Regions from separate parts of the Mus musculus genome. Here regions 2, 3, 4, 5, 6 and 7 are each linked to region 1. The links are chromatin contacts, called in public HiChIP or PLAC-seq and promoter capture Hi-C maps. All regions are on one chromosome and are shown on one strand. Each heading gives the region's core, a stretch centred on a gene start, on an enhancer-like site or on the middle of the called end of the contact. The rest is flanking DNA. Distances are from core to core; before and after follow the strand shown. Region 1 holds the start of Mcur1 (mitochondrial calcium uniporter regulator 1). Region 2 holds the start of Tmem170b (transmembrane protein 170B). Region 3 holds the start of Gmpr (guanosine monophosphate reductase). Region 4 has its middle 53 kb from the start of Gmpr. Region 5 holds the start of Mylip (myosin regulatory light chain interacting protein). Region 6 holds the start of Dtnbp1 (dystrobrevin binding protein 1). Region 7 overlaps Dtnbp1 (dystrobrevin binding protein 1).

Region 1 (4,188 bases), core at 948-3,447:
TTCTTTGGGTGGTATATGCTATTGTTACCTACAATTATTAAGCATATAAAATGTGTGGGCTTTAATGTTTGCAAATTATATGTCAACTTTAAAGACTCATGTTTATGCCACTGTCCTGTGACCATGCCTCTAACAGGGTGCATTTTATCTGTTCACTTTTCCAGTCACAAATAATGGCACATAATTTACACACTCCAGCACACATGCACACGGGAGTACACACACAGACTCTATCTTTTGTATTCTACACTGGCCTTGAACTTGCTATGCAGTCAAGAATGCACGTGAACTCCTGATCCTTCTGCCTCCACTCCAGCAAGCTGGGACTGCTCCACCACATCTAGTCTTTCCTTTGTGCATGTATTAGACCAACCTATAGGAAATTACCAAATGTTCAACACTTTTGACCTATAAAAATAAAAACTCCTTATGGTCTAAACGAATAGGTTTCTAGTGTTTCTGGATTATTTCCTTCGATTACATTTTCCGAGCTGGGTGTTGAGCAACATTCATCAACAGGAAAGGCTGTAGGTGAATATTTTGTGTTACCTGCCACTTTACAAACTGATATTTTAACCTTTTAAGTGTCGGACTTGTACCTAATTTTTAAATTATTTGCATGTTGTAGTCACCTGCACCTGTCTTCCGCATCTGTTTACACACTCCTCTGCCCAGAGCTCTGCTCTTTTATTATGGGTCCCAGCACTTTCCACATCAGTTTGTCTACATTTTTTAGCCCTTAGCTAAAAAAAGAGGAGGAGGAGGAGGAGGAGGAGGAGGAGGAGGAGGAGGAGGAGGAACGCTAAGTACTGGTCACTTCAGGAACACAACTGTTAGGTCTTAAACCCAGGACAAAGGGCTAACTAAGGTGCTTGTTTAACACCTCAAAGCGGGCCTGGCCCCTGGTTCTCTTAGCATCTGTCAGTGCTTACTACTTAACCCGATCCTTGCCCTAGTCTGCCCTCTACCCTAACGTCTCCAGTCCAGGGACTGGGCTGCCCTTCTCTTAGATGCCCTTCTTCATATAATCCAACCATTTTAGTGACCTAACCCCTTTTCTCTACCCTTTAAACTCCTGGCTCGCCTCTCTCTCCTCCTACTTCTCCCACGTGACCAGGCTCAAGGTCATGTTCAACCCTCTGGACTTTCCCAGATGTCTCTTGCCTCTGGCTATGCTTTCCCTTTTCTGGCGACTCTCTCCACCAACATACTGAGGGGCAGTCTTGTCCTTTCATTTTCTCCTCTGTCCTCCTCCCTCTCTCTCTCTTTCTCCTCCCCTCTCCTCCCCTCCCCTCCCCTCCCCTCCCCTTCCTTCCCCTCCCTCTCTCTGTCCCAGCATAGTCCCTTGTACTTGTTATTCATCCATCCAACAAACTTTCTCAAAATAACACAAAGGACCGGTAACTGCAAAGTGCAGCAGTCTTTCAAAAAGTTCGGAACTAAAACACTGCCTGTCTCAAATATCTTATTATGCCATAGTCTAGTTTAACATTCATATCCCTACTACGTTTTACGTTTCCACACTAGGACCTTTTAATGTGCTCTAACCCAAAACAAAAACTGTAGTCCCAAGTGGTGGTCCATGCCTTTAATCGCGTCAGTCAGCGGGCAAGGTCTGCTTGGTCTACATAGAGAGTTCCAGGACAGTGGAGGCTACATAGTGAAACTTTGTCTCAAAAACGAAAAGCAAAATCAAAACTGGAAATTTAGCTGTGAGTGTATGGACTCTGAAAGCATAGTTCCCTATGCCCGGTAAATAAGTCCCTAAAATACAACCCTAGGGAACTTGAGATCCCGGCTAGTTAATAAAAATCTAAGCCAGTCGAGCTTGGTCAAGAACTTCTCAAAGGTCTGCGAAGGGCAAAGGAGCCATTAACATTCTTAAGGGCAACTGCGAAATGAAACTGTAAATCGTAGGAGCCGAAAGAGCAACGTGATTCTGCAGCGGAAAATGGCTAAGGCTCACCCTAGTTCCTGTCTGGGAGACGAGGTTAGGGCAGGCCACAGGCAGGGAACAGGGGCGTGGGGATGTAAAGGCGGACCCGGCAGAGGGCAAGCCTGGAGGAGCCTGGCTGGGGCGACCAGACTAGGGGCGAGGCCAGGGAGGGCGGGGACGAGGCCCGCGGCGATGGGGAGGAGGCGTGGCGACGGCGGAAAGGGCAGGTCTGCGCGGCGGCCCACGCTCGCTCCCGAGGCGACTCGGAGTCGGGGCCGCGCGGGAGCGACCTGCGTGCGCGCTCGGGCCTGTGACCCGCTCGGGGATGGACAGCGGCTCCGTGGCGGCCGAGCGGCCGAGGCGCACACCGAGTCGCCAGCGGCTCCCGTCCTCCGGCTGCGGAGTTCCGGCGCGCCCGGGCGTCTCCACGCTGCCCGGTGGACGAAGCTGGCTGAGGCCTCGCGGACGGGCGGCCCGCGCGTCTCCGCTGTTGTTCCTCCTGCTCGTGCCCTCCCCGCGCCTGGCCGCCACCGCCACTGCCACCGCCCCGCGTAGGACGCTGGCTGAGCGCTCGCGCCCGGGGCTCGTTCTCCCCGCGGCCGCGCTCGGCGCCGGCAGGAACGCGCTGGGCCGTCTGCGGCTGGGCGCCCGGCGTGTGGCCGCGCTTGCGAGCAGCCGGAGAGGTGAGAAAGGACGGAGGGAGGGAGGGACAGCGGGTCACACAGGTGACCGGGCTGTAGCCACGCCGCCAGGGCGAGGGTTCGCAGCCCAGAGCCCCGGTGTCCTGGCTCCGGATGACACGCGTACTCGGGGCTGCCCTTGCACACCTGTTGGAGCCAGGGAAAAGTGGAAAAAGTGCTAGAAGCCGGTGCATTCAGGACCGAGGGGCGCAGATCCCTGAATGAAGAGATGACATTTCGTTTTGATTCCAAACTATTGATTCATTCATGGCCCGCTGTCGCCCATTCTCTGCCTGGCACTTTACTAGCTGTTTCGGGTAATTTGTTCAACAAAATCTTTTCTTTCCGGAGCTTACTTCAAGCAAGATATGCAGCAGGTGTTTTTCTATATGACTACACACACTTATCCATGCTAATTTTACTGTACTAATTTGACAGATAGTATAAAGAAAAATAGAGGCTTTATGTTTAGACTTGAAGAACTCTGTGCGTTTAAATTGAGTGACCAGAGCTTTGATGTGTCATTTGGGTAATTGAAGGAGGCGAGGGACACCGCTGAACTGCATAAGAAAGTAAACTAGCTGGAATGTGCTCACAGTAAATAGTAGATAAAATCTTATCGCACAGGCCAATCAGCAAACGTGGCTTAATTACTTCTTGAGTAACCTGTTTCTGGCCATTAGTGGCCATATGCACCCATGCTTTGGTTGTCTGTATTTTTTTTTCTATGAGAATTACCTGCATCTAAAATTTAAGAATACATATGGCTAGAGGAGAAACTCCTAATAGTTCTGAAAAATGAAGGACGCTTTATATGCAGATAGGAAAATGAGCAGTGAGCTTTATGCCCGAGTTTTGTAGGATTGGGAGTTGGAGATCTGTCTGGTTTCTTTTTCCCATAACTTGCCATCCTGTGTGCTCTTTTCATTGGTTCTGCCTTGAGACCAGGTGAGAACTGTGTAGCCCGAGCTGGCCTCGAACTCACAGAGATCCCTCGTGCCACCTAAGTACTGGGACTAAAGACTGGGCTACCACACCCCTGCTTGCTGTAGTTTTCACAAGCTGTTGTTGCCTGCCAATGTGTTTGCTCATAATTTATGGTTTGGGAGCAAAGAAGGAGGTTCTTTCTCGTTGTGTTAGCAAGATCGTGCCGTTTTAGTGTTAGGCTCCGTACATCTTAAGGGACACAGCAGAAACACTAGGAAACTTTCGTGCCCCCTTTTAAAGCCATCAGCACTTTGCTCCTTTATTCTTGGCCCCGGGGTTGTTAGTTTGGCTTTGTGCCTGAGGTCCACAGTGGGACAGATCTACCTCAGGATGGTGTGCCTTGAAATTTTGCAGTTGGTTTCTAGCCTATTCAAGGGTATCTTTGGACTTCTTTTACAATTATGGATTTTAATACCCTTTGGCTATGGCGAAGGAAGGTCTCCAAAAAGGAGAATTACTCCTTACATTCTAACACTCCTCAAGTTAATGTCTTCCTGTTGTGATTCCTGGGAATTCAGAACTACTGGGTCCTCAATGTGACAGGGCAAGGTGGCATTCCCTTTCCTCTCGGGTTGAACTCCCATT
Region 2 (4,188 bases), core at 1,109-3,608, 2.0 Mb after region 1:
TGTTGAAAATATCAAATAAAGAAAAATGGAAACCAAAATTCAGCACAGAATACAAATGCATTCAGTGGGCACGTGCCTGCCTTCCAAGTCTGGGAGATGATTGTGTACAAAAGTTGCTTCAACACCCCATTGTACTTTAAGGGCACGTTTACTCCAGTGAACTACAACACAGCATCAGGTTTAAATCCTGCATTAGGTATTATTTCACAACCTCACTTTAATAAACATGGATTCAGCACTTATTATGTGCCAGATTATGCTAGGACTCATAATTTAGCAAGACAAAGACCTTACTCTCAAAACACATTCAAGCTAAAAGAGATAAAAATTATAATGTGATTAAAAACAGAAGTAGGTACAAAGAGCAGAAGTAGCAGGATGAAGCAAGAAATTCACCCTGTCTGATGGAGCAGAGGGCAAAGCTGAATGAAGAGCTGTACAGTGGTAACGGGAAGACACTCGGAGGCAGACTGGTTCGGAAGGCCCACTTGCTCACTATCTGGCTTAGGGCAGTTTAATTTGCCTGAATTGCTTTGTGTATATGCTTTGCAGAGTTGGAGTAATACTCAGTAAATGGTGAGCTTATTGTCTCCTCTTAGGAGCTGAATTTGCTTGCTTATTTTGGACAGGCTAAGCAGTACAGGCTAAGCAGTACATGGCACAGCAGACAGCATCTCTTGACTATCAAGCTACATACGAAACAGCTTCAGTGAGCCAAGCTGGTCATTAATACAGGCAATATATATCACTAAGTTTTTAATCATTGTACTTTAATAAACAATTCATGCTTTATAAATGTGAATCTGTGGGCAAATACGAACAAGGTCATAAGTAAAATAAAGGGATCTATCTTGAGATGATCTTTATGTAAATTTAACTTTTCAGAACTATAAAAATGCAACTAAGAAGACGCCTCTGCTGGCTCCAGGGTCTCCTTTACTGGTGTGGTTTTCATAAGTAAGGAATTAAGCAACCTGAAAATTTATCTGGGTGGTACGCAATGCCGTTATATTTTTCTCCTTGAACATATGAACCCTGTATCATGCCAGATTTTGCCTATAAGTATACTACATACTATTAATTTGCTATCACACAGATTTTGAAATAGTAACGTTCAATTGGAGTTAAGACATTTTAAAGAACTGAGTTTTTGTTTGGGGTTTTGGTTGTGGTTTCACAAAAGCAGCTACTCCGGAGTCAAACTGTTGACCCTACTGCTTTCCAGTCAATATTACTCTTTAGACGCTATTTTTAAAACTCGGAACTCAAAAGAGTTTAAGCACTTCCACACTGAGAAAACCAGAAGTTTCTTCACAAGCAAACCTGCATATGAAATCATATTATGTGTACTAATGCTTACTCTGACAACCTGATGCTATAACGTAGCTAAACCCCATTCCCAATCACATTGATTAATGAAGGGAAATACACAGAATTCTCCAATTTCACAAATACAGCAACTTGAAGCCAGGAGACAGCCAGACAAAAGGAAATAGCAGAGAAGACAACTGTTTCGACTGCTCTAGACCTTGGTCCAGCCCCTGACCCCGCTATTATCTACTTAGTCATATCTCTCTCTCTCTCTCAACAAATAAAGGAACGAACGGTCGGTCCACCGTGATCACGGTGAGCAGGCAATAGGAGTACTGCAATTGGTTTGACATCTGTCAGCAAGAAAAAGGGCTAAACCAGGAAAGAAAGACTAAAAAAGATCGAAACTGCAAGAAGCGGTGTATGTGCGTGCGCGCGCGCACGGGGAAAGGCGGGGGGGGGGGGGGGGGTTAATGACAGAAACATGAACTGTGATCCAGTCGGGGCACTGGCGCGACTCGCGCGTGCTCCAGCGGCCCGCACCGGGCCGGGTTTGCGGACGCCCCGAACACCCGTGGAGTGGGTCCCCCACCGCTCCCTCCGCCCGGCGCATTACCCGTGAGGTTCCTCAGCACCGTGCCATGGGCCCAGAGGCTCAGGACCTGCTGCACCGACAGGTTGATCATCGAGTGGTCGGCGCCCTCCGCCCTCATCGTCCCCGCGGGGCGGCAGCGGGGCGCTCCGGGGGGCGCCGCTCGGCGGGTGTCGCAGGCAGCGTCCTCCCCGCCGGGGAGACATCGAGGAGCGCTGGCGGGCGAGGCCTGGGGCCGCGGGAGGGACCGCCGCTCCCGCTCAGGGCCCGCGTCGCGCCGCGGGGGCCCGCCACGCCACGAGGCCCGGGTCACGCCGTGAGGCCCGCGCGGAGCGGCAGCCGGCAGGGGCAGGCCGCGAGACGAGGCTCATCGCGGGGACGCGCGACGAGGCAGCGGCGCCCGGCCGCGGCACCTGCCGCCCGCCTGCCGCTCGGCCTTTGGGTAGCCAACACTCGAGGAGCCGCCCCCTCCGCCCGCGACCGCCCCGGGGCGCGCGCATGCGCGTGTCCGCTCCTCGGCCCCGCCTCCCCGGGGGTGAGCGGCTGCGCACGCGCACTGCCTCCCCCCCGCTCCTCGCGCGCGCGCGCGCGCCGCCCTAGGCACCCGGGAGCTCAGGCTGTCGTCGGCTCCCAGCGTCCGCCCGCAGTGGGGCGGAGGGAGCGCCACCTACGTCACTGGCGCCACCGCTGGGTCTCGCCGCTCATTGGCTGCTCCGAGGGAACAGACTCCAAGCCCCTCGCCCCCTCCTGACTGCGCGCCCCCGGAAACCTGAAACCGGTGAGCTGGGCGGGGATGAGAGAGCTGTGTATAGGTCCCGGGAGCTGCCAGGATTTTTGGAGCCTGCGCTTCGCTGCTCCAGATCCTTCCCTCTCCGTGAGGGCGTCTGCGAGCAACTTTTTGCAAAGGTGTAAATGCTCAAGATTTCATTTGTAGGGTTGTCTGAGAGTGCGTCCAGTGACCTGGATACGCCCCTCCCTTTGCTAAATCTACTAAAACAGAAATAGATCCTCTTTGTCATTTCAGCCAGTCTTCTGGCCGGCCAGCAGTAAAATACGAACTCCCCTTAGCTGCAGGATCTGAAACCACTTATTGACGCAGGGCCCCGTAGGTGTCCGAATGAATCCTCCTGGCCAAGGCTGGCTCTAGCGCTTCTTCCAGATAGGACTCTTTTCATCTAAAATTGTGAATCTCCCCAGCACTTAAACTAACTCAGCTTCGTCTCCCTGTCCTTCAAATCCAAGGTCAGCCTCAGAAGCATCTTAACTCCAGTTATGCTAGTTACAGTCTTCCTTGATGTTTGAAACCTTTTAACTTGAAATTAAAAAAAAAAAAATCGTGTTTGCATAAAAAACGTTAGTGCTCCTCACCCCATCCCCCTCGCCCAATTCCATCTTTTTCCAAATACTCTGCTGCTAAAGTTTACAGAAGGAAGTGAAGAAAGAATAGCTAAGCCAATCAAGTGTTTTTGCCCAGTAACTGAAGATTCGAATTGCCTAAATATTGTTGCTTTTGGTGAGCACCTTAAAAATGACAATAATGTATATGCAGGTTTATATTTATGCATGTTTTTGTTTTGCTCCCACAATATAGAAAAAAGTTTGGGCGTCATTAAGAGGAACCGTACTAAAACCTACTATGGTGTAGGGTTCAATGGCTGAATTAAATGTCAATTCAGGAGTATAGACTATCAGACATAAATGAGTTTAACATCAAATTCATTTTAGATAAAGAAGGGGCTTCATTTCTTTCTTTGTTGTTGTTGTTGTTGTTGTTGTTCTTCTTCTTCTTCTTCTTCTTCTTCTTCTTCTTCTTCTTCTTCTCCTATTTTTTTAAATTCTTCCTGGCAGCCATAGTATATGTCCTATCTTTCTAGTCTGAATTAAAGTTCAGAATGGGAAGTTAACCTCATGGTGCTGCGAAGGGATTTAACATTATTAGGTAACATGAGCACATTCACTGACAGATATAGCCAAGCCTCCGAAGGACATGTTAAACTCTCCTGTCGTCAGCTTACAAAATGAACCAGAAAACCTGCTTAACTAGCCAAAGAAGAGATGTTTGTAACAACCGCAGAAAATCACTCATGCTAATGGAGGGCTGTGGTTGCACCAACTACACAGAGGTCCCTTTTGTATCAGCAACACCCATCCTACTACTAGGCTGCCAGGAAAAACTGCTGCCCTAGGCAGAAGCAGTTGCAGGATCAGCTAGAGTCTATCAAGGGCTGTATAGCAAACAGTACAGGGCAAGCTGTTTGAAGCTCCCTTCCTAAGGCATCCATGGA
Region 3 (4,188 bases), core at 1,242-3,741, 1.9 Mb before region 1:
TTCCATCTTTGATACCTTGAGCTAGATAGACTTGGGAGATGACTAGCCTGCTCCTCCATAAATGCATTGCCTAGTTGCAACGACTCTCCCTGTCCCCCTGCCTCTGGAACAAATTTCATTTCCTGTAAGCTGATGAATCAGGTCTGGTTCTGAACAAACTGCTGCATTGGTAAAAACCCATCCCTGCCAGGTTCTGTTCTAGTTGGTATCCATTTTCTCTTATGCCTCCCCCTCAAAGCTGTTGAAATGTTAATTGCCTATCTACCCCACTGTTTCCAATCCGCTTCTACATATTATTTCTACCTGGGCGAACTCACTTCAAGCCCCTGGTTGTGCCTGCCTGATAGCACGAGAAACGCTGAGCTGGAACGGTAGAGAGGCCAAGGCAGCCCCTTCTGCAGTGCCAGGCAAGCAAGTGGCATTATGTGAGCTCATCCACCAGGCAGGAGTGGCCAGCCACAGGAGGCTAGACCACAAACAATCGGAAGAGCCAATCCAGGTAGTTCTCTCACAAAAGCTACAATATGAGACAACAGTCCTCTAGGGCACAATTCTCACTGTGACAGGTATACACAGATTCCAAGATTCAACCCAGGCTGGGACATTAAGAGAGGCCATCAGCCCCAAACCAGGGGTTGCATGACATCATACGGCTCACGTAAATATTAACACTGCCCTTTCTCAAGAGCTTTGCTAGTTCAGAAAATGCATAGACCCTTGCTGTGGATGGATAAACGTGTATGTGTTTATAAATAAGTGGCTCATGTCTAACTAAAATTTAAACAAACATTAAAAAAAAAAACAGACAAACACTGAAGCCACCAAATTATTAGTCAGCCTAGAATGCAAACACTTCATCCTGACCTGGGTTTAGGAATTTACTGGCTCCTAGTTTCTATTCAACACTCCGGGGGTAGGGGTGGGTGCAGGGGGGGGGGTTCTCTAGTGTTTATTTTTGTTCCAAGGGTTTGCCCTGTTTTTTAGCATCTGAAAGCACAGGATGACCAGCAGCCCCAGTGGCATCTAATCTGGATGGGTAAGAGTCCATCACTCCCCCTTAACCCACCCCCCAAGTCTTGCCTGGTCCAGTTCTGCCTCCAAGCTGCCAATACCCCTGCTTCAGGAAAGTTCTACTCTCTCATTGGCTAGCCCAGAAGGCAGTCCTAATTCATACCAACCCTCAGCTGGCAGCTGCAGGCACTGCAGTCGGGCCTGGGCACCGGAGCGAGTTGTTTGCTGAGGGGATTTATTTATGGTCTTGTTTGTTGAGCAAAAGGGATGGGGCGGGCAGGCAGGCTTAGCTTCCCCCAACCCCCGCCCCTGTCCTTTCAGGCTCTTCCTCCTGAACTCCCCCCAACAGAGCCAAGCCACGGTTCAGGAACAACTCCACCAGCGAGCTCCGCCTTTCTAGAAAACTATTTATCCTTCAAGGTCTGACCTCGGCCGTCTCCCGTCTCCACCTGTTCCCAGGCGCTCATCTTATCATGGTACAACTAACTTCCAAATGGCCCAAATGACCCTCACCCCAGCGCTGTCCGCTTGCATTACTCTGGGCTGGAACTGCAAGCTGTCCAGTACCGCAGAGTGCCACCAAAAAGCAGGTCCCCAGCTCAGCTCCTGCAAGACCATTTAAACTCAAGAAAAAAAAAAAGAAAGAAAGAAAGAAAGAAAAGAAAAGAGAAAAGAAAAGAAGTGCCTGCCGGGAGCGCCCGGCTTTTCCGCCCGGTTCGCAGACACAGGACCTGATGCTAAATCAGCAGAGGCAGGTCCCAGCGCCAGGAAACACTGTTCCAAATTCCAAGCTTGAATCTGCAGTTGTATTTCCCTTCCTTTCATCCTAGCCCCACTGTTTCCTCTCCTCCCCGGAGCGCCTCTCCTGAGACCATTCCTTTTAAAGTCACTGGACATTCGGTTGGTTGATCTTAGCTCCTCTGTGTCAGTGTGAACTTCCCCAAGCCCACCACCGGTAGGCAGACGCATTTATAATTCCAGGCCCGAACTAGCACCCCCTTGTCACTGGCCCTAACTAGAGACAATCCAGGTGTAAGAGAAAACCGACTGGCCTTCCCCCTTTCTCAGGTGGGGGAAAGGGTGTGACGCCCCTGCCTCGGGCACAATTAAGGCACCCTGTGCCTCCCTTTGCACCCACTTCCCCCTTGCCAACCCGAAGGCGGTATGCCAGCGGCCCCACCTCGGATCGGCTCTTGAGGCTGCTCCGCTTAGGTCGCAGCAGAACATCCTTGAAGTCGAGTTTAAGGTCCGCGTCTATGCGGGGCATGGTGCTAGCGGTGCGCGGTAGCTTCCTGCGGCGGAGGCGGTGCGAAGGCCGGCGTCAGCCGGGAGCTGCGGGGCGCGTGCGTACAGTGGCGCCCGGGTGGCTGTGCGCAGACTGGTGCTCCGCGAACCCGGTGCGCACGCCTTGTTCTTATGCCCGCGCACCCGGAGCCCCCAGCTCCGTTCCCCAACGCCAGGCGCCCCAAGGGAGCGCCCCGCCCCCGGCTTCCAGGTCCCGCCCACATCCCGGGTCTCTGAGCTGAGCCCCGCCCCGGGCCCAGTTCTCTCTGCCTAAGCGCCCCCTCCTTCTGCTTGAGTCTAGCAGTGAGCCTGGATTCTGCCATGCAGCACCCTAGAGAGCTCTGACCTGGGCTGAGCTGCGAAATGGGTGCGGATTAGACTTGCACAAAGTCTCCCATTCCCCGGGGTATACCCTGATCGTACTCATAGGGGTGACCAAAGGAGAAGGTTAGGAGACCAGAGAGTACGTTTTGTTTTGTTCCGTTTTGTTTAGGACCGGGTTTCACTATGTAGCTCTTGCTGTCTTGGAACTCACTATGTAGACCAGGCCTGCCTCAAACTCACAAGAGATCTGCCTGCCTCTGCCAAAGACATGAGCCACTAAGCCTGGCTGTAGAGTATGGCCTTCATATGTGTTCCAAAGTGAATTCCCAAACCCCCTCTAAGGAGGGAGAAGCAGAGAGCTCACTGACTTGGTCCAAAATGATAGTCAAATGCTTAGCTCCTGCTGAATGCTGGCAAGGTAGACAAAAAGATTGCTGGAGATCAGAGCTCACATGCAGGATTCTTTCGGAATACGTGAGAAAGGGCCACCTTCTTTGGCATATACCCATGATTACATATCACAGACCAAAGTCAACCTCCAGGCTCCTCTGGTAACACACATTTGTAAGAAATGTCAAGGCCCCTGTGATAGAGAGCCTTCTTGTTCTCACCTCCCCAACTCACCCTCCACTATGCTAGTTCCAAGGCTGTTCCAGCTGACCTGCTCTCCCACCTCCTCCTTGTAGAGGGTAGGAGTCTCTCATCATTTTTGCTATTCTTCTCCCCCCCCATTATTTTCTCTATCCTCCCCACAAAAAGCCTATCCACAACCAGTCTTCTTTTCCTCTCTGCTCTGGACTCCTCCAGGTGCCTCTGGCTGTTCTTTCTTTCTTATCTACAATAAAAAGTGTGGTGGTTTGAGCAGGAATGGCCCCTATGGGCTCCCATATTTGAATGCTTAGTAATCAACCTGTGAACAGTGAACCTTTTTGAAGAGATTAGAAGGATTAGGAGGTGTGGCCTTGTTGGAGGAAGTATGTCACTGGGGGGTGGGGGGTGGGCTTTGAGGCCCAGGGTCATTCCATCTGCTTGGCATGCTGTCTGGCATAATGGTAATGGACTAAGCCTCCAAAACTGTAATCGAGCTCCAAAGAAATACTTTCTTTTATAAGAGCTGCTTTGGTTGGTCCTTCACAGCCACAGAACGGTGACTAAGACAAAAACCTTCTCCAGAACTAATGAAAACTCACCATCCTGGAGCTTTCTTTACTGTGCCCTTACTTACAAAAGGCTAAAAGTTTTGGCTTCCCTAATTCCCCTCTCAGTGTGCCCACCAAGTGTTGAGACAGGCCTCCAGTGTGCTCAAGAAGAAACCATTGGGTGATTATCCAAAGAGGGGGTGGGTTTGAGACTGTGTCAGTCAGTGGCAATGAGCATGACCAGTGTTCCAGCTAAAGCAGAAAAGTGTGTATGTGTGTGTGTGTGGGGGGGGGGGGGGGATGAACACAGGAGCAGAACAAAACAAAACAAAACAAAACAAGGCTTACGTAAATGAAGTGTCTTGGGGCCTCTGTCTAGGTTGAAAACTTGGTCACGTTCCAGTTGGGTGACCTTGAGGGTATCTGACTC
Region 4 (4,188 bases), core at 445-2,944, 1.9 Mb before region 1:
CACATATATATATATATATATATATATATATATATATATATATATATTACTTAACCTAAGCAGATGTGACCTATTGTTTTCTAACAAGTTTGTATGATCACACACTCTCAGAAATACATTCTCCCTGCATTAACATTACTAAGAAATACTCTGGTGCTTTCAGAGTCACCATTTTAATAGATAATAGCAGATCACTATTTGAGTCTTCTATTAGTCCATTTGTATTTGTTGGCTCCCTGAGTTTGATCTTCCAGAAAGTGTTTTTTATTAAAAATTGTTTACATTAACTTGAGGGGGGGGGGGGCGCCGGGGATGGCAAATGCTTAAATGTTCAGGTCAGAGGACAATTTTTTAAAGCCGGCTCATGACATTCATAATGTGGGTGCTGGGGACTTGGCCGCAAACCTCTTTCTAGCCCTTACAAAGACTTTATGATAAAGGTTATTGAATTCATGACCTGTCCTAAAACATTAAAGCAATGATCTTAGCAAACGGGAGAGAAACCTTAAGGGGAAATATTTTAGCCGTCTCTGAATATCTAAAAGCTCCTGGCCGTCTATCTGGAGAATTCTGTGTATCCTACGTACCTTATGCAGCTATAGTGAGAGGCTGTGGGCCGGAGAATGGAGGTGTACAGGTAAGGTGTAAAACTGTAAATGATTGTGTGCTGGGGTGTGTGCCAACAGCGGACAGCTCTGTAGAGGTGATTCTCCCCTTCCACCGTCACCTGGCTTCGGGGGATTAAAATCAGGTCATTAGGCATGTATGGGAAAGTGCTTCCATCCTGGGAGCCAGTTTAAGTGAAATTAAGATAGGACTTTGCAGCTCATTGCATTAGCTCAAAAAACAAACAAACAAACAAACAAACAAACAAAAAACTCAAACCAAAATGAGACAAAAGACAAGAAACCCATGAAATTCAAGCTTTGTTAAAGTCGGTCACTCCCAGGTAAGAGCTCCCACGTGCTTGGGTCCCAGGGCAGAGTGCATGTTTGCCTATAAGGATGTGCTGAGGGGGAGGTTTCCACTGTGTTGGAGACAGACTTAGGTCAGAGGTTCCAGTTGTGGTTTGGGTGTGGAAGGTCCTGTGGTCCCCAATAAGAAGCAGGGCTTTAGAAGGTTGTAGGCCCTTTAAGAGGTGGATAGAGATTTGCTGGAAAAGGAGGTGGGTCATGGAGGGTCTATCAAGTTGGACAGCCTGGCAACCACTTCCTGTCAGCACTCTGCAGTGCCTTCCCTGACTGCTGATACGTTCCTGGCCACAACGGAAGGATCCTCAGACAGTAAGCAAAAATAGGCCCTTCCTGCCCCAAATTGCGTTTTGTCAGCTATTTTGGTCATAGCAACAAGAAAAGCAACTAAAACCGTTCTAAAACCGGGTGTCTATCTGAAAATCAATTTTGAAACTCTAAAATGCAGATTCCCAGGGTCTTTCCTTGCAGTGTTTATGAAAGGAGGCCTAGGGAGAGGGCCAGTGCTTTACAGACACTCCCTAAGCGAACCTCACGGAGGAGCCTGCCTGCAGACGAACAAGGGTGACTTTCCTCTGCATTAAAAGGACAGATGTTATCTGCAGCTGTTATGGATGATACATAGCAACGTGATAAGATTGTACCCCAAAGACCTTAGAACGCGGGTCCACGGCTCTCTGCCCTTTGACTGCTATCTCTTACGTGTTTTCCTCCAGCAAATGAATGTGTGCGAGCCGTAATCCTGAAGCAAAACAAAGCTGCCTGTGAAATTATGGGTTAAAGGTTAATGATCTGTACACAAAGCCTCTTTGGAATTCTGCCCTAGAGTGCTGGGGGAGGGTGCTGCTCCCAGTCTCAGCTGCTAACTGGATACATCTTTGATTGAAAATGAACCCCATTAAGGAGTATGGGCTTTAGAGACCTAGTCCTGTCCCCTTCCCGCCCCCCAACCCCCCTCTTTTTTTTGAGACAGGGTCTTGATAGCACATTCTGGCTTCCAACTCATACTGTAGCTCAGGCTGGCCTTGAACTCATGATGATCCCCCTGCATCAGCCTCCCAATTGCTAACATTATAACAGGCACCACTATGTTTATTTTGGTTAACTATTTGCCTCAATTTTCTTATATCTAAAGAGTGGGGTGGGTTGGAGCACAACAGTATCCAGAAGGGGGTTTTCTCCAGGACTGACGGTAAGTGTGTCTCCGGTGCCGCCCAACATTTGGCAGGAAGCCAGATTACATTAACTCTCAATGTTCTCCTGTTTTTTCCCCCTCAGTGTCAGAAAAAAAAAAAAAGCAACTCTGTTTGCTTTCTTCTGTCTACAATTCCATAACTCAGAGCATAAGTTAGACCTTTGATACGGCAGCTTAAAAGTATCATAAACATTTCAAAAACACTTGGCTCTTGTTTTGAATGAAGGTATACAGTGGTTTTTTTGGCCCTCAACGTTCCACAGACATTTCAGGGATACCTAAAGGAGGGTATATTTATGGTAAAGAAAGCGTTCAGGCCTTAACAGGGGCATTTCCAAAGGGGAGCTGTTTCAGAGTACATCCACCCATTCCAACAGGGTTGACTATGTTGGTTCATTTTCTTGCTAGTTATTTTGAATTTCAGTACTCCCTTGGGTCTAAATTCTGTTAGGCATTGGCTTACCTTTACTATTAGATAATAATAATATCTAATGTCTTCTGCTAACCTGTGGGTCTAGAGCCACAGTGTGACCAAGTTTCTACTTAAAAGTGGAGGAGTTAAGACCATGGTTTCTGAATCTTTGGTTGTCACTAAAGGCCAGTTATCTAGTTAGTGCAAGAGGAAATGACACCACAGCTATTTCCCCTGGGTCAGCTGAAGGGGGTAGGCAAGTCAGGTTACATTTTGACTGGGTTCCTAGAGAAACGGAGTCAGATTAACTTATTCTTATTTAGTTTTTATTCAAGAAATACATAGAGTATGCCAAGCTCTCAGAAAATGTATTATAGCTGAATGAATAAAAGAAGAAAAGAAACCAGGACAGGCGAGACATGACTTTAATCCCAGTGTTTGAGTGGCAGGAAAAGGTAGATCTCTATGAGTTCAAGGCCAATCAGGTTTATCAAAGTCCAGGCTAGCCTAGGATACATAGTGAGACACTGTCTCTGGAAGAAAGGAAAAAGAGGAGGGAAAGAAGGAATAGATAGATATATCTATAATAGTTAGAATTAGTTGCTAACAACTGGGAAACAAGAAGAGTGACAAGGAAAAGCTAAAAAGACCAATTCTGATTCAACCCCACCTCTAGGAAGCCAGAAAATCATGGAATGCCCAGACACATTGTTTATGTCATGTTCTATACAATGGCAGATTGTCAGACTAGGAGTGGAGGAAATAAATCCCAGAATTCTCCCGAGAACACTGCCAAGAGTACTTGTAACAAGCCATCCAGTATAGGAAGGAGGTAGGAATCCCTATGGCCTGGGCACAGTTGCTTGTATAAGACAAGGAAGAAGGGATGCATTCATAATTCTAGGATGAAAGCTAGGCATGGTGGGAAAAACCTTGCGATCCTCACATTCAGAAAGATAAGGCAGAAGAATCGTGATTTTTTTGAGCCCAGCCCTGCCTCAACAACAGGAGACAAAACAACAGTAACCAGAAAGATGAGAGGTTTGAAGAGGGAGAGATGGCAGAGCCAGGTCTAAGGGAAGCCCCGTTGCTGGGAGAATGGGTGCTACGAAGAGTCAGGAGACCCTTGCTGTAATTGATCTCACTGCAGCAAGCGAAGAGACAGCTTGGCAAACCGGAAGTGGGCAGCTGAGACTAAGGGGGCGTGGCTGAGACCAAGGGAGGCAGGAGGAAGCAAGGTGCTTGCAGGAGCCTGCGGAACTTTTATTAGTCCCAGCCCCTAGCAATCATGTAAGGCCAAGTGTATTCAATCCCTAATGGCAGGGAGCCCCGATGGCACCCTAGCTACAGAGTAAATATCGAGGAATTAAGCCCCATTGGGTCTTTCCCTGGGCTAGGTATTGGCGCTCATTGCGCTGGGCTAACATGCACTAATACATACTGTGTCCAGGACTGGTGAGACTGTAGCAGGCAAGAGAGATTTGAGTAGCTATAATAATATTATTATTGATAAATGTAACATGTATATATCTGTTGTTATATGAATGAATGCATATGCCAAATTTAATATTAATTTTTATTTATTTTATTTTTTCACATCCCAATCACCA
Region 5 (4,188 bases), core at 633-3,132, 1.8 Mb before region 1:
AAGTCAACCCTGCCTCTCCCACTAATATTATACAGAACAGGAAAAACAAAAACAAAACAAAACAAAAAACCAAGTGTTGAAAAACCCACCCAGGCCAACTGTGCTTTGGAAAACTTGAATTTTTCCTGAACTTCCTTTGCACCAAGTCAATTTTGCCAGGGAACATCTCCGGGAGGGCACGATAGCTACCACTAAATGGAATCTGAGGTGTACTTGACATTGGTTTGTTTCGGCCTCGCTTTACCTTGTCTGCTCCTGTAAGATGAGATGAGGCTCCACAAAGAACTTGACCCTCAGTTTAAGGCGGTAAGGTGCCAGCCCATCCATCTGCTGGGAGATCCGGTTTCTCAGATTCAGCCATAAGCTCTCACCTTTGCTCCCCGTGAACTGCAGCCCAAAATAATCAACCTCGATGATCCCTAGACGCCTGCACACCTAAAAACAAAACCAAAGGTATGGGGTGTGAGCAGTGCAAACCTAAGGGCTCCATCCGAGGAGAGGACTGGCCCCTGCTTTCCCAAAGTTCTACCTTCTTGCAATGCCAGTTGGTAGACCGACCGGAAAAACAAGGTTTTAAGGAAACAGCAAAGCCAAAACGCAGCCCTCCAGTGGAGGCTTGGCCTTGCTTGACTATTTCTAGGGTCTGACCAATGGCACAGGGAAAGGGGTCCCCCCAAAACAGACTTCCCAAAAGGCTGAGGTAGAAGAACACACAGGGTGTTTTATTTCTTATTCCAATCGCTGGAATTCCCCCCGCCACCCCCCCCCTCCGCCCCGCAGCACCATCTGCACAGCTGATTTGGCAGCGTATTATCTGGACAGTTTTAACCATCTGGATTCCAAAAACACAAACGCATTGAGGAAGCATGCTACAAGTGTCAGCTAAGCTTTACAAGCGCCTTTCCAAACAGCTCAGGTCCACAGGTCTCGTAGACACAGTATTTCAAGGGGTCAAATGGGCCTGCCAATATCCATTAGGCACACCCCGTTAGGAGCCTTAGTCACCCTTAAGAAAACACACGTGTAAAGACCCCTCAAGAAGGAGGCTGCCTGCAGAACCGTCCCCCGCAAATTACTCAATATACTCTGGATCCCTAGCAAGCCTAGAGTGTCAGGTGAACAGTCCTTCTGAGAAGCGGCTTGAGATTCGGGCCCACCTGATCAGCTAGGGAGCCCCGGGGCCAGCGACCGCTTGCAACCATCTCATCCCGGGACGCGGGTGGCGCTGCCGGGCTTTGCAAGGACTCCACGGGAGGCATCACACACACACACACCTGCGGCAGGTGTGCCGGGCCACCTTCTTTAGAGAAAAGTGCCAGGCTAACGGACAGGGTGGAGGTTCCCAGCAGTGTTCTGGTCTCCGGGCCCCGGATCCCCCACCGTAAGCGTCCTCTATGCTCCCCCCGCCCCCCCCCCACCGCACTCTCCACTCGCGGGGAGGAGGAGGAGGCTGGAGCCTGGCGTCCCGGGAGCACTCCACGGGCCGCTGCTGCAACGTCGCCCGGCTCCCGGGGAGCATCCCCGAGCCCCGAGGCTTCCCGGGGACAAGAAGGGATCCCCTTTCCGATCGCCGCCCTCACCTGGTTGAGACAGTCCTCGCCGTTGGCTTTTGCCTCCACCTCTACCTCCATCAGCACCGCGTCCGGCCTCGTCACATAGCACAGCATGGCTGGGGCCGCCGCCACCGCCGCTTCTTCTCGGGTGTGCGCCGGAGCTGTCGCCTCACCGCAATTGCTCCAAGTCGACTCCGGGCTCCGTGAGGAAGGTGCAGCCGTGCGGCCACCCGCCCTGCACCCCACGCAGCCGCCACTCGCGTCCCCGCCACCCCCACGACAGCCAGTTCCCGGGAGCTACACGGCCGCGCCGCTCCGACAGCCCTACTGCCTGCGCCGCTACAGGCACGCGTCTTTTATAGAGGCCCCGCCCCTCCGGCACCGGACTCCGCCAATCACAGCGTGCTTGCCCCTCCTCCCCAGCTCCGGCAACCAATTCCCAGTCTCGGTGGGCTGAAGCCCCGCCTCCCGGCACCGCCTGTGGAGCTGCGGGAGGTGGGAGCCCATCCTCTCCCCAATCCCCAGCACGGTCGCGGCCTCTGCCACTGGGCGACGCTCCTCCCAGCCCGCTGTCGCCCGCAGCTCCAGGGGACGCCTTTCTGTCCGGGTTTGAGAGAACTGTGATCAAAGGCTCCTGTGATGCTACGTTGCTACTACGGTTCTCAGGACTCCTGCGTGGGGTTACTCTAATAACCAGGTGGTTTGTGAAAGCCAAAAGAGAAGCAAGCAAGACAGAGAGCCTAAAGAAGAGGCTTTTCCGCTGGCATTTGCCACCGTGGGTTGTCAAAAGAAGAATCTAAGTAGAAAAGTTTTTGCAGCTGACCCAATATAAGCCGGTAATTTGATCCAAGCACCATTCTTATATTAACTCGTGCCAAGGGTTTCTATGTGTGGGTTCTGCTACATTGAAACACCTTACCAAGTTATGTCACCCAGCCTATCTCTCATCCAATTCGTTCACTATACACCTGGTACACTCCCTGCCCTTTCTTTCAGACACCCAGATGTTACCCCATCTTAAAGATAACAGGCTCATCTCAGGACCTAGCAGGATGGGAATCTCAATACAAGAGATTAGTGGTTAAAGGTGTACAACCTTCATATTTTTACCACCTGTTTCTCTTGGCCTATACTGTCTTTTTTGGTTTCTAAGATAAGCCGGGAGATATGGGTTTCAGCCTTGGATCTTTGGAAAACTCCATCTCTCTGAAGCTCAGTGTCCTCGCAGAATGGAGACTAGCTATTTTTGGACACCCCCTCCTGCAAGCCGCCCCCCCTCGCCCCAGCACCGCTGGGAAGCAATCTAGCCATCCCTGCCTGCCAATGACCCTATCTCTGTGCCGTTTGTTTGCTGTGCGTTTAAGACGAAGTCTTGCTGTATAGCTCAACCTGGTGGTGCACCTCGTACTTGGGCTCAGTGATATTTATTTCTGACGATGGGGAAAACATCGGAGAAGGACTGGGATCTTAGCAGAGCCCTCGCGGAGAGAACTGTTCAGTCTTTTGGCTTTGTGTTTCAGGAACACATGGTACAGTTCTCGAACTGCTCCAAGTCCAGTGTAAGCTTGCATTCATCCACCGGTCTACTGCTCATTCCTTTCCTTCCCGGAAGCAGGTCTGGCACGTGTACCTGGGAGATAACATTTAGATTATCTAATCTGTGGCCCATCGCTGGAAATTTCACCATAAGGAGAGGAGGCAACATGGAAATTGGTTGTATTGCTTAATATTTTTGAAAGGCCAAAACTTAACCAGCTTAAACAAGGGGGAACTTAGGGGACAGATTTGGGGAAATTCCTAGATACTGGGAGTAGAAAGGAGCTGAAGAAGAACAAAAATAAACAAACAGAATAAACAAAGACAAGACAAGAAACAAAAACAGAAACATTTCTATTTAACTATCTTTAAAACTATCTTACTTTGGGGTTTGGCAAGGATTTTTTTTAAATGGCTTTCTTTCATAGAAATGATTCTATATTTATATTTTTAATATGAGCAGCTAAATAATTTGTAGAAGCGAAGGAAATGTCAGGTTTAAAATTTTTAATTAAGAAAAATTTAACAACCATCAGTTACTTACAAACCAGTTGCATGGCTAACAATGACATAGGCATCTCTTTAACCCACATCCATTGAATTCCTTCTGTGAGATCCTCAATAAAGAGCTAATCATTTTAAAACCAAGTATCTCCAGAAAAGAGCCAGCAAAGGGGCTCTGTGGATTAAGGTACCTGCCACCAAGCCTGATGACCTGAATTTGACCCCAAGACCCATGGAGCAACAACCACAGGTTGTCCTCTGACCGATACGTGTTACATATATGAACACTAAAGTGTAAAAATTAAACTAAGGCATCGCCAGTTACTACTGAAGAAAAGAGGTGGTTTTAACAAAAGAGATCAAGGGCTGGGATTGAAACTCAGTTGATAAAGTGATCACGTAGTATGGACTTAGCCCCGAGTACCATCAAGTGGCCCTGGTGGCAACAGTGTGCCACCACTGTGTAATGGCAACAATGTGCCACCACTGTGTGTAATGGCAACAGCGTGCCACCACTGTGTGTAATGGCAACAGCGTGCCACCACTGTCTGTAATGGCAACAGTGTGCCACCACTGTGTGTAATGGCAACAGTGT
Region 6 (4,188 bases), core at 1,010-3,509, 1.4 Mb before region 1:
TTCTCAATAACTTGAAACTATTTTTTGTATGTTTTGATGTTATGCTAAAATTCCTTACTTAGAATTACCTCAGTAAATCCATAACTTATTGTAGACTAATTCAATTGAATTAAATAAAAATAGATTTAATAGCTCCTAGTATCTTATCTGTGTTTCCCGAATTTGTTGGCTATTATGTTACGTGTGGTCACTCACTTTGCAGCAGGTACTATTCTGCATAGAAAAGCACTCAAACCGGCAGCACGGCCCATTCTTAAATGAACTGACTCAGAAATGAGATAAAAGGGGGGACAAATTGATGTGCTAGCCATTTCTTTCTCATCACGGGACTCGATACTTGAGCAGAAGCAATGTAAGGGAAGAAAGATTTATTTGGGCTCACGGTTTAAAAGGGTACAGTCCACCAGGAGAGAGAAGACACAAGAGTCCATAGCAGGAGTGTGCAGCTGAAACACCTCATGCCACCAGGAAGCCAGGAGAGACAAGAAATGGGCCAGAGCTATAAGGCAAGAGTGCCTCCCCAAAATGACACAATCTCCTAGAGATTCTACAACTTCCCAAATCAGCTCTCTAAGCTGGCACCTGTAAGAAATTAATAATAATAATAATAATAATAATAATAATAATATAATGGTTAAATTTGAAAAGTGCTTTGATGCTCATTTAGAAATGAACAGAAAACACTATATGCCTGTTGTTACCCTCTCAACTCAACAAAAGAGGTTAGAGTAGAAAATTACTAACAGCACAGCTTGCCTAAGGACCTGCAGATGTGCTAAGGTCACATGGCTGGTCAACTTTAAAATAAACGGAATGTGAAGTGCAGAGATGAACACAGTCACAGTCTTTGTTGAAAATAGACAAATATAAGCAGCAAAGGAGATGAAAAACTTAGGGGAGAAAGATGGAACCCAGATGATGCACAAGACTGGATCCTCCTGGTTATTCAAACAAAGACTAAAGGGGAAAAGGGCCCTGCTTTGGGGTTGCAAAAGCTGTTCTCGATGCTCAGCGGGCCTGCCATTCTGGGCTGGTGCCTGGCTTTGCCAAGTGGCAAAAATGAATTGCCACACTTACACTACTCCAAGTCTACGGGGCTCTTATTATGAAGTGAGGGTCCATATTTCTCACACAAGAGAGTTCAAGCATATAAATCTGTAGAAACAATTTACGTGCAAACCCTAGCAGGAAGCTAACTCCTCGATTCTATTTTGATACAGCTAATGAAACACATGACTAATATTGATAGAGAAGCTGAGCTCCTGATACTGAACCTCTTATAACCTTGACCATCTTGTCATTTAAAAAAGAGGGTGTCACCCTGGTAGCCAGTCTTAAAGCAAAATGAATCCTCATTTTGGAAGTCTGCACTCAAGGAAAAAAAAAAGCATGACTAAATATCCAACTTCCTAGCTCAGTAGTCGTCTTTCCTGAGTAGAAAAGGCTCGGAGTGTTTTAATCCCCTTTTCCACGTGGAAGGGCTGGGGATGTCACCCACTGCCAGAGTGCTTGTCTAGTATGCCACAAAGGATGCTTGAGATGTCCCGGGGACAACGCGGTGAAACAACTGAGAGGAAAGGAAGGGGGCAAGCAAAAACAGAGGAGTACCCTACAATAGATGACGGCTAGACTAGCCCAGGGAAAGTGCATAGAGAGGAGGAGGAGTCTGTGCACGTAGTTTTGGGACAGAAGGGATGAAAGGAAGAAAAAAGGTGAGCAACTGCTCTGAGGATAACTGAAAGGTTGAGAAAAGATTGACGCACAGAATAAAGAGGGTTGGCTCAGTGGGAGAGCCTTGGTATGCAAGAAACCGAGTTCCACCCCCACAAGGGGGCAGAGGAGGGGAAACATGGCTTTGGCAACATGGAGAGATGAAGGGCACAGAAATTTGACGGGGTCAGTCAAAGATCTAGAGTGGGCAAAGTAAGGGTTTGGAGACAGGTGATCATCACCGACAAACCCCAATACGGAGTACCAAAGCAGTGTTGTTATAGGGAGGCGCAGCCACCCAGGAGATTCCCGCAGCGCTCTTCCGACCTTCGAAAGCCAACCAACCCTTCAACTAAAGGATGCAGGGGCCTGAAATCATCCTTCCAAGAAGCAGTCATAACCTTGGAGAAGGCCGGCTTCCCGCCCTGTCTGCAGAGCGGGCGAGCGCGCTCGCGAAGGCCCCGCCCCTCGGCGCCGCGCGAGCCTCCCCTGAGCGCCGCACTGCGGCTGCGCCGGCCGGGCGCGCGGAGGGGGGCGGGGACGCGGAAGGCGCGGCGGCCGGGGAGGCTGCGGCGGCGGCGGCGCGGTGAAGCGAGAGCCGACGCGCGGGGCGAGGGGACGCCCGACGGCGTCCGAGGGCGCGGTGGCGCGAGGCCTGAGGGAGGGGACGCGATGCTGGAGACCCTGCGCGAGCGGCTGCTGAGCGTACAGCAGGATTTCACCTCCGGGTGAGTACGCGGTGGGCGGCCGAAAGGGCTCCCCCACGCGCGTGGGCGCGGGGCTGCCGTCCGGTCGGCGCGCGGAGACAACGAACTTCCCGGTGTCCCGGCGGCGGCACCGAGTCACTTTGGTCGCAGCGGGAGGGATGCCCTCCTGCCCTGTCGCGGGGCAGCTCTGCTTGACGGGGCAGGATGGTCACGTGAGAGGCTGTGTCCTCTGCTCTGGAAGCCCGCCGGCCTACCCCGGGGCAGGACTCACGGGCCCCCGCCTTCCCCTCCTCTTTCAGCGGGGACACCGGGCCATTCGGCCCGATCCTTGACCACCCCTTCTCCGGCCTTCTCTGCCTTTACCCTGGTTTAACACCGTGACGGAGGAGCTGGGCCCAGAGGGACAGAACTGGAGCGGAGCTGTTCACACCCGGAGTTGCCTAAACTTTGGACGCCCCCGGGAACCTTTCGCAATCTCCTGGCTCTCGCCCTCTCTGAGCTTGGGTTAAGCTGGAATGTCACGGGATTCCGATGTGCTACAAAGTCGGGGAACTTGAGTGGGTACCAGGCTGCCTAAAGCACTATTGTAGGATTTTACCTCTTAACCTGACTGCGAGTTACCGGGTCTCTTGTCTCTGCTTACTGTACTGTAAGATAGTGATGGTGCTTATCTCGCTCGCAGTTTAATGGGACTATTAGTGGCTGTGTTAAATAGGCAGGAAGCACTGTTTGTATGGCTTTTCGTTTATAATTCCTTTTATTGCTTTACAAAAAGTCACGTTGTAAAGAATCTGCCATCCCTCTGGTTTGTTCAGGCTTTTGTTTTGAGACAGCGCCTCACAGATACTTTACCCTAGATCAGACTTGAACTGGTGGGAATACTCCCTGATTCAGCTGCCCCAATGCAACGTGATTTCAGGCATCCACCACCATCCCCCCCTGCTGGTCTGTCATATGTTTGGCGAATGTTCCTGATGTGAGGGCACCTTTGTCATAATGCTATACTTTAATAATTAATGGGAAAAATGACAGCCGATCTCCCATCTCGTGGAACAAAAAAACTGCTTTATACCATTTGCCTGTTGAATAGTAACAAGCTGTCAGATACTTGAAGGTGTCCAATGTATATAAAGCATTATTGATGATTTTAGTTTTGTGGTCTTGTCAATATCGATTATGGGCGCCTAAGGAATTATTCAGTGATGAGGTTTTTTCATGGTTGCTTTTTTTTTTTTAAATACAGGTTTAGGAAGAGTAACTTCTGGTTTTAAGTGTAAACTTTAAAAACTTTGGTGTATTGTTGTAATAACTTGCTTGTAGCACGAGAGTGGCCTTGACTAACACCCACTTGAATACTCTTCTGTTACTCCTTCAAGGAATTTTTGGGTGTCTCTGCAGTCCCTTTTGGTAGTTGCTAAGAGTGTAGATCACATGTATGTCTCAGAAGTCACCCCTGGGCTTGATGTTAGTTTAGGAGCGTGGATTCTGGATTGTACAGCCCCCAAAGGTTCAGAGTTTAGTTAGGGACAGAAGCTGAGGAGCTTCGGTTAGGACCCCTTGGAAATCGATGTCATAGCCTGGGGCCAGCTCAGTTAGACAAAATCCTGAGAAAATGTTGTTCTCTGTAGGATACTTAGCTGACAGACAGGTCAGCAGACTGCACCAGCATCTATTCCCCTGAAGGGAATGTAACAGACTTCAAGCTGTGTGTGTCTGCCAGTGAAAGGGCCTTGCTCCAACTGCTGAGGACCTCGGTTTCCTTCACATTCTT
Region 7 (4,188 bases), core at 743-3,242, 1.4 Mb before region 1:
CACCATCAGGGCCAGCTCTGCTGTGTTGCCCAGGTGAGATGCAGCCCCCCAACCCCAAGTGGTACAGCCAGTGAGGGGGCAGGGCTAGCTCACCTGCTCCCATGCCCTTGGAGCCAGCTCTCCCGACTACCCGCCACAGGTGTTGAGGCAGGAGGGAGAAGGGCATCACCCCTTCCCACCCATAGCACCTCACACATGGTGGGGCCAGCTCTCCTGAGCTTGCGCTCTGCTCCCTGGGCTGGCTCACCTTGACCCTTCCACCAGGGCTTGCTCTCCTGAGTACTGCAGCTGGCAAGGGCAGATAAGTTTGATAGAATTTTAGATAGAATGGAAAATCAAGTTCTCTCTCAGCAGCCATATAGATAATATTGTGTTTAGAAATTGTGTCTTAAACCTTTTCATTTTTAGGGCTAGATGGCTGATCAGGTACTTGCTGGATAAGCCCAGCAACCTGAGTCTGGTTCCCAGAGCCCATGTAAAAGTGGAAGGAAACCTGTCCCACAGAGTTGACCTTGGACCTCCACACATGTGCCACGGCATGCTCTCCCATGATGCATACTCACACACAGTAATAACAATAGTAATAATTAAAATTGGAAATTTTATTTTGAGATGATTTCAGCTTTATGAAAACATGACAAAATTAGAGCAAGAAATTCTTCCCAGTGTTTGCATTTTGTATAATTGGAGCATGATGATCAAACCGGAAAATTAATGTTGTGTTACTGCAAACAGATTTATCCGGACGTTGTCACTTACTGATGCCTTCCTTCTGTCTCTAGGACAGAGCATATTGCGTCAGTTTGCTGCCTCCTTTTTCTTTAGTCTGTAATTGGCAGTGAGCTTCGTGACCTTGATGATTGGAGACCATGTCCTCTTTCCTAGTACCTTTCCACAAAAGAGATCAAAGCAAGTGTGTGCTCACAGTTTGTGGTAGGAGGCAGCGATGTGGGTCTTGTGACTTGTTAAAGCACCTGCATGGTTTCTTTTGCCTCCAGGGTAGTGAGCATTCTGTAGAGAGATTTTGAGACTATGGTTCTTTTCAGTTTCATACCAATTAGGAGGTTTTCTTGACAGTTACTTCTGTTGTATTTATTCATTACCTAGACTGTATCTATTTTGATTTCTTCTATAAAGTCACTAATTTTATTTCTGCTGTAAAGAAAAGTTTTTCTGAGTCTGAGAGTTGGCTCAGTGCTTAAAAGCACTTGTTCTTTCAGAGGACCCAAGTTGAATTTTCAGCACCCACGTGGCAGTTCACAGGTGTCTCTAACTCCAGTCCCAGAGGGACCAACATCCTTCTCTGGCCTTCTTGGCACCAGGCACACACGTGGTGCAGGCAAAGACTGACAGACAGTAATTTTCAAGTTTTTATAAGCTTGGGATGGTGACTTCCACACCTGTGACTCCAGCACTTGGGAGGCAGAGGCAGGAGAATTGCTGGGCATTTGGGGAGATTAGTCTGTATAACAAGTACGGTGCCAGATAGTTTTAAACATTGAGACTTTTCTCCAAAAAAGAAAAAATTGTTTTTCTCTTTTCTATTTAAAAAAAAAAAGAAATTCAACTATTTGTGTGACTAGGGTCTCTGCTATTCTGTTCCTCAAGTCTCTGCTCGTGTGACATGGCATTTTTGTGGTTAATTTCTGCATCCACAGTATATTACAAACTCCACTAACTGTGTGCCCTTTCGATGTCTGTTTACGTTTTAAATTATTCTTTGCATTTTTAGGTATGAGGATGCGTGGGCTGCACTTCACAGAAGAGCCAAGGAGTGTGCAGACGCTGGCGAGGTAGAGTGTGCTGACCTTACTCTTTGGTAGAGTCCCTCTTTGCAGCCCTAAATGCCAGGTCCAGCCAGAGTAAAAGGGTTGCTTGGTTTCTCTGATTTGCAATATTGAAAGAAGAAGCTGGACCCACCTCCAGTACTGAGCTCGGGCGGGGTCCTATGTACAAGTGAAGAATCATTACCCATCATGTAGTGTAAATGTGGGTGTGCAGAGGCTGACAGGAGAGCGGTGAACGAGTTTTCAGTTACAAAACCCATGTTTGTGCATGTGTGTATTGTGAGCTCTTTGCACTAAGCCTGTAAAATTTCAGGGAATGGCAAAAATGAGGAAATGAAGTCAGCGTGGTTATTAACAAAGCAGGAGGTTAGAGCCAGAAGCTGGGGGCTTTGTCCATGGTGCACTGACTCTGAGATGCTTACATGTGCCCTTTGACCTTTGAAGTGGCCTATATTTCCTGGTGAATGGTTAAAGTGGGTGAGGAAGGAATAGGGAAACCTGATAGTCCTCAGAACAGTTGGTAAAACTGGTTTCCTTCCTGCATTTGCTACTGTGTTTTATCTTCATAGTGCAGGGTTCTGAGTGTGTTTCCTGTACACACACAGAACCCCTGCATTAAGAAATGAACATCAGATGTATCTTTTTTTTTTTTTAATGGTTTTTCGAGACAGGATTTCTCTGTATAGCCATGGCTGCCCTGGAACTCACTTTGTAGACCAGGCCGAACTCAGAATACTCAAGAAATCCCTCATGGATTGGAGTTTACTCCAAGGTCCTTAAGATTTTCACAGATTAATTAGACTCTCCTTACAAAACCCAATCTATTCAAAGTCGGAGTCACCAGAAGCAAAGATGACCCCTGAGGCTGTCCTGAAACATAAACTTCAAGAGTGAAAACTTAAGTCAGGTGTGAAGATGAACACTTGCAATCCCAGCATTTGACAGGCTGAAGCAGGAGGATTGCTCTCATCTTGAGCTCAGTCTTGGCTACAAAGAGAGTTCCAGGTTCTCCTGGTCTATACAGAATTATTATCTCAGAAACATAAAAACAAACCAAACAAAAACCCTCTCAGTAATGTGACCTTGAAGCTTACAAATGGGTAAATGAGTGTCTTTTTCAGTATTGCTTAAACTTGTGTTCATGTCAGGTCTGTCCCTGATAAAATAATAGCTTTTTATCAGACAGCACCAATCTCAGGCAAGGAGATGGGCTGTTCAGTGTTGTCAAGAAATTACTCTACAATTATTTCTACAGTATATTCTTTAAAAGATTATTATTCGTTTATGTGTGTGGGTGTTTTGCCTGCTTGTATGTGTGTGCACTCCATATGTGTCTAGTGCTATGGAGGCCAGAAGAGGGCATTGGTTTCCCTGAAACTGGAGTTCATTTGTGAGCTACCATGTGGGTGCTGGGAATCAAACCAGGCTCTGTAGACTATCAGCCAGTGCTCTTAACTGCTGAGCCACCTTTCTAGTTCCCAGAGCATATTCTTATATACTTGTAGGGTTCAGAGCAGTGTCTATGAAAGCACACAGCTATGGTCGGTGGTAATTGGATTGTTTATAAGCTTTGTCTAAGCAGTTGTGGTTTCCCCCTCCCTCCTCCACAGTCTACAGACAAATAGTTAAAAGTTACTTAAGGATTAGGCATCCATGGTAGTTTTCCGAAGCTAGACTTCTAGTGTTTTCCTTTTAATTCCTATTATTGCGAAACAGTTTCTAGTCTTTAGATTGAACTCTTAAGAGTAATGGTTTTATTTAGCAGTTTGATTTGTTAAGTGAGCTGAGTGAGACTTCACTTCTCTGCTCAGGGTGCATTTCCTGTGACAGGAGGGGAGGTTACAATTTCTGATTATCATCTTTGGTGCACTAATTTGTTTTGGTCTTACACAAACAGCCTGGTCTCTGTCTTTTTTTTAATCCATAAAATGTGTCAGACACCACTTAACTTTGCTTAACAAGCAAGCTTGTTCAGATAGACTGAATGAACTGTAGAGTTTTATGCTATGTTAATTAGTTTCATTGCTCTGACAAAATACTTGAGCTAATCAGCTTATTAAGGAGAAAGGGTTTGCTTGGCTATCATTTTGCTTTATGACTGGTCCTTTTGCTGTTGGTTAGACAGTGTGCCATGTTGGGAGCATTTGGTGGAAGAACTATGTTCATCTCACTGTAACCCAGGAGTCTGTCACCCAGAGGAGGAGCCTGGAATCCCCATCCTTTCAAAGACATGCCCGTGGTGGTTTAGCTTTCTCACGCTTAGCCTCACCTATGAAATGTTCCACTGTCTCCCAGCTACTCTGCATACACTGTTAGCTTGCAAGCCTTTGAGGAACATAGAAGATGTAGTTTTTGTAAGATAATATATCTAAATTGCTTAACCCAGAGTCGGGCTTGTAGC

What was found. Promoter capture Hi-C pulls out the DNA fragments that hold promoters and counts their contacts. HiChIP or PLAC-seq counts read pairs in DNA pulled down with a chosen protein or histone mark. Capture Hi-C pulls out chosen DNA fragments and counts their contacts.
Region 2: a contact with region 1 is called in a promoter capture Hi-C map of liver, with 3 times the contacts expected there. The contact joins the promoter of Tmem170b here to the promoter of Mcur1 in region 1. A contact is called at or near these places in 2 of 39 promoter capture datasets (liver and pre-B cells), 1 of 484 Hi-C or Micro-C datasets (CD4 T cells) and 1 of 9 other capture datasets (liver).
Region 3: a contact with region 1 is called in a promoter capture Hi-C map of embryonic stem cells, with 3 times the contacts expected there. The contact joins the promoter of Gmpr here to the promoter of Mcur1 in region 1. A contact is called at or near these places in 6 of 39 promoter capture datasets (cranial neural crest, embryonic stem cells, hippocampal neurons and 3 more).
Region 4: an H3K27ac HiChIP or PLAC-seq map of microglia shows a contact between it and region 1, with 20 times the contacts expected there. The contact joins the enhancer-like site here to the promoter of Mcur1 in region 1. A contact is called at or near these places in 4 of 39 promoter capture datasets (cranial neural crest, liver and pre-B cells), 2 of 115 datasets of contacts at active chromatin or transcription factors (large pre-B cells and microglia) and 1 of 9 other capture datasets (adipose tissue).
Region 5: a promoter capture Hi-C map of liver shows a contact between it and region 1, with 2.5 times the contacts expected there. The contact joins the promoter of Mylip here to the promoter of Mcur1 in region 1. A contact is called at or near these places in 3 of 39 promoter capture datasets (the 3T3-L1 cell line, hippocampal neurons and pre-B cells), 1 of 484 Hi-C or Micro-C datasets (CD4 T cells), 1 of 115 datasets of contacts at active chromatin or transcription factors (double positive thymocytes) and 1 of 9 other capture datasets (liver).
Region 6: a contact with region 1 is called in a promoter capture Hi-C map of embryonic stem cells, with 5 times the contacts expected there. The contact joins the promoter of Dtnbp1 here to the promoter of Mcur1 in region 1. A contact is called at or near these places in 11 of 39 promoter capture datasets (the 3T3-L1 cell line, the HPC-7 cell line, HPC-7-derived erythroid cells and 7 more), 1 of 15 datasets of contacts at CTCF or cohesin (stem cell-derived epiblast-like cells), 4 of 484 Hi-C or Micro-C datasets (all in embryonic stem cells), 6 of 115 datasets of contacts at active chromatin or transcription factors (embryonic forebrain, embryonic stem cells, large pre-B cells and 2 more) and 4 of 9 other capture datasets (adipose tissue, embryonic stem cells, liver and 1 more).
Region 7: a contact with region 1 is called in a promoter capture Hi-C map of pre-B cells. The contact joins the enhancer-like site here to the promoter of Mcur1 in region 1. A contact is called at or near these places in 17 of 39 promoter capture datasets (the 3T3-L1 cell line, 3T3-L1-derived adipocytes, the HPC-7 cell line and 11 more), 1 of 15 datasets of contacts at CTCF or cohesin (stem cell-derived epiblast-like cells), 7 of 484 Hi-C or Micro-C datasets (the HPC-7 cell line, Th1 cells, brain and 3 more) and 2 of 115 datasets of contacts at active chromatin or transcription factors (fibro-adipogenic progenitors and large pre-B cells).

What each region holds. Positions count from the first base shown.
Region 1 is chr13:43,558,200-43,562,387 of GRCm38.p6, reverse strand. It overlaps Mcur1 (mitochondrial calcium uniporter regulator 1), which reads left to right and starts at 2,197. Exons shown (of 9, transcript NM_001081059.3): 1 at 2,197-2,619. The coding sequence starts at 2,262.
Region 2 is chr13:41,604,052-41,608,239 of GRCm38.p6, reverse strand. Tmem170b (transmembrane protein 170B) reads right to left here and starts at 2,358. Exons shown (of 3, transcript NM_001163572.2): 1 at 1,928-2,358. The coding sequence starts at 2,024. It overlaps Gm32184 (a long non-coding RNA gene), which reads left to right and starts at 2,164. Exons shown (of 3, transcript XR_382252.4): 1 at 2,164-2,681.
Region 3 is chr13:45,505,747-45,509,934 of GRCm38.p6, reverse strand. Gmpr (guanosine monophosphate reductase) reads right to left here and starts at 2,491. Exons shown (of 9, transcript NM_025508.5): 1 at 2,192-2,491. The coding sequence starts at 2,278.
Region 4 is chr13:45,452,832-45,457,019 of GRCm38.p6, reverse strand. No RefSeq gene overlaps it. Among named protein-coding and RNA genes, the nearest start is that of Gmpr, 53 kb to the left of the region's middle. Within about 2 kb of position 1,694, at least 179 of the 459 cell types and tissues checked have an H3K27ac peak or open chromatin away from gene starts, as enhancers often do. A contact at or near this core is called in adipose tissue, liver, microglia and 1 more, where this site is marked.
Region 5 is chr13:45,387,436-45,391,623 of GRCm38.p6, reverse strand. Mylip (myosin regulatory light chain interacting protein) reads right to left here and starts at 1,882. Exons shown (of 7, transcript NM_153789.3): 1 at 1,581-1,882; 2 at 245-435. The coding sequence starts at 1,667.
Region 6 is chr13:45,000,167-45,004,354 of GRCm38.p6, reverse strand. It overlaps Dtnbp1 (dystrobrevin binding protein 1), which reads left to right and starts at 2,259. Exons shown (of 10, transcript NM_025772.4): 1 at 2,259-2,438. The coding sequence starts at 2,383.
Region 7 is chr13:44,983,640-44,987,827 of GRCm38.p6, reverse strand. Dtnbp1 (dystrobrevin binding protein 1) reads left to right here. Exons shown (of 10, transcript NM_025772.4): 4 at 1,733-1,793. Among named protein-coding and RNA genes, the nearest start is that of Dtnbp1, 16 kb to the left of the region's middle. Within about 2 kb of position 1,992, at least 31 of the 459 cell types and tissues checked have an H3K27ac peak or open chromatin away from gene starts, as enhancers often do. A contact at or near this core is called in the HPC-7 cell line and pre-B cells, where this site is marked.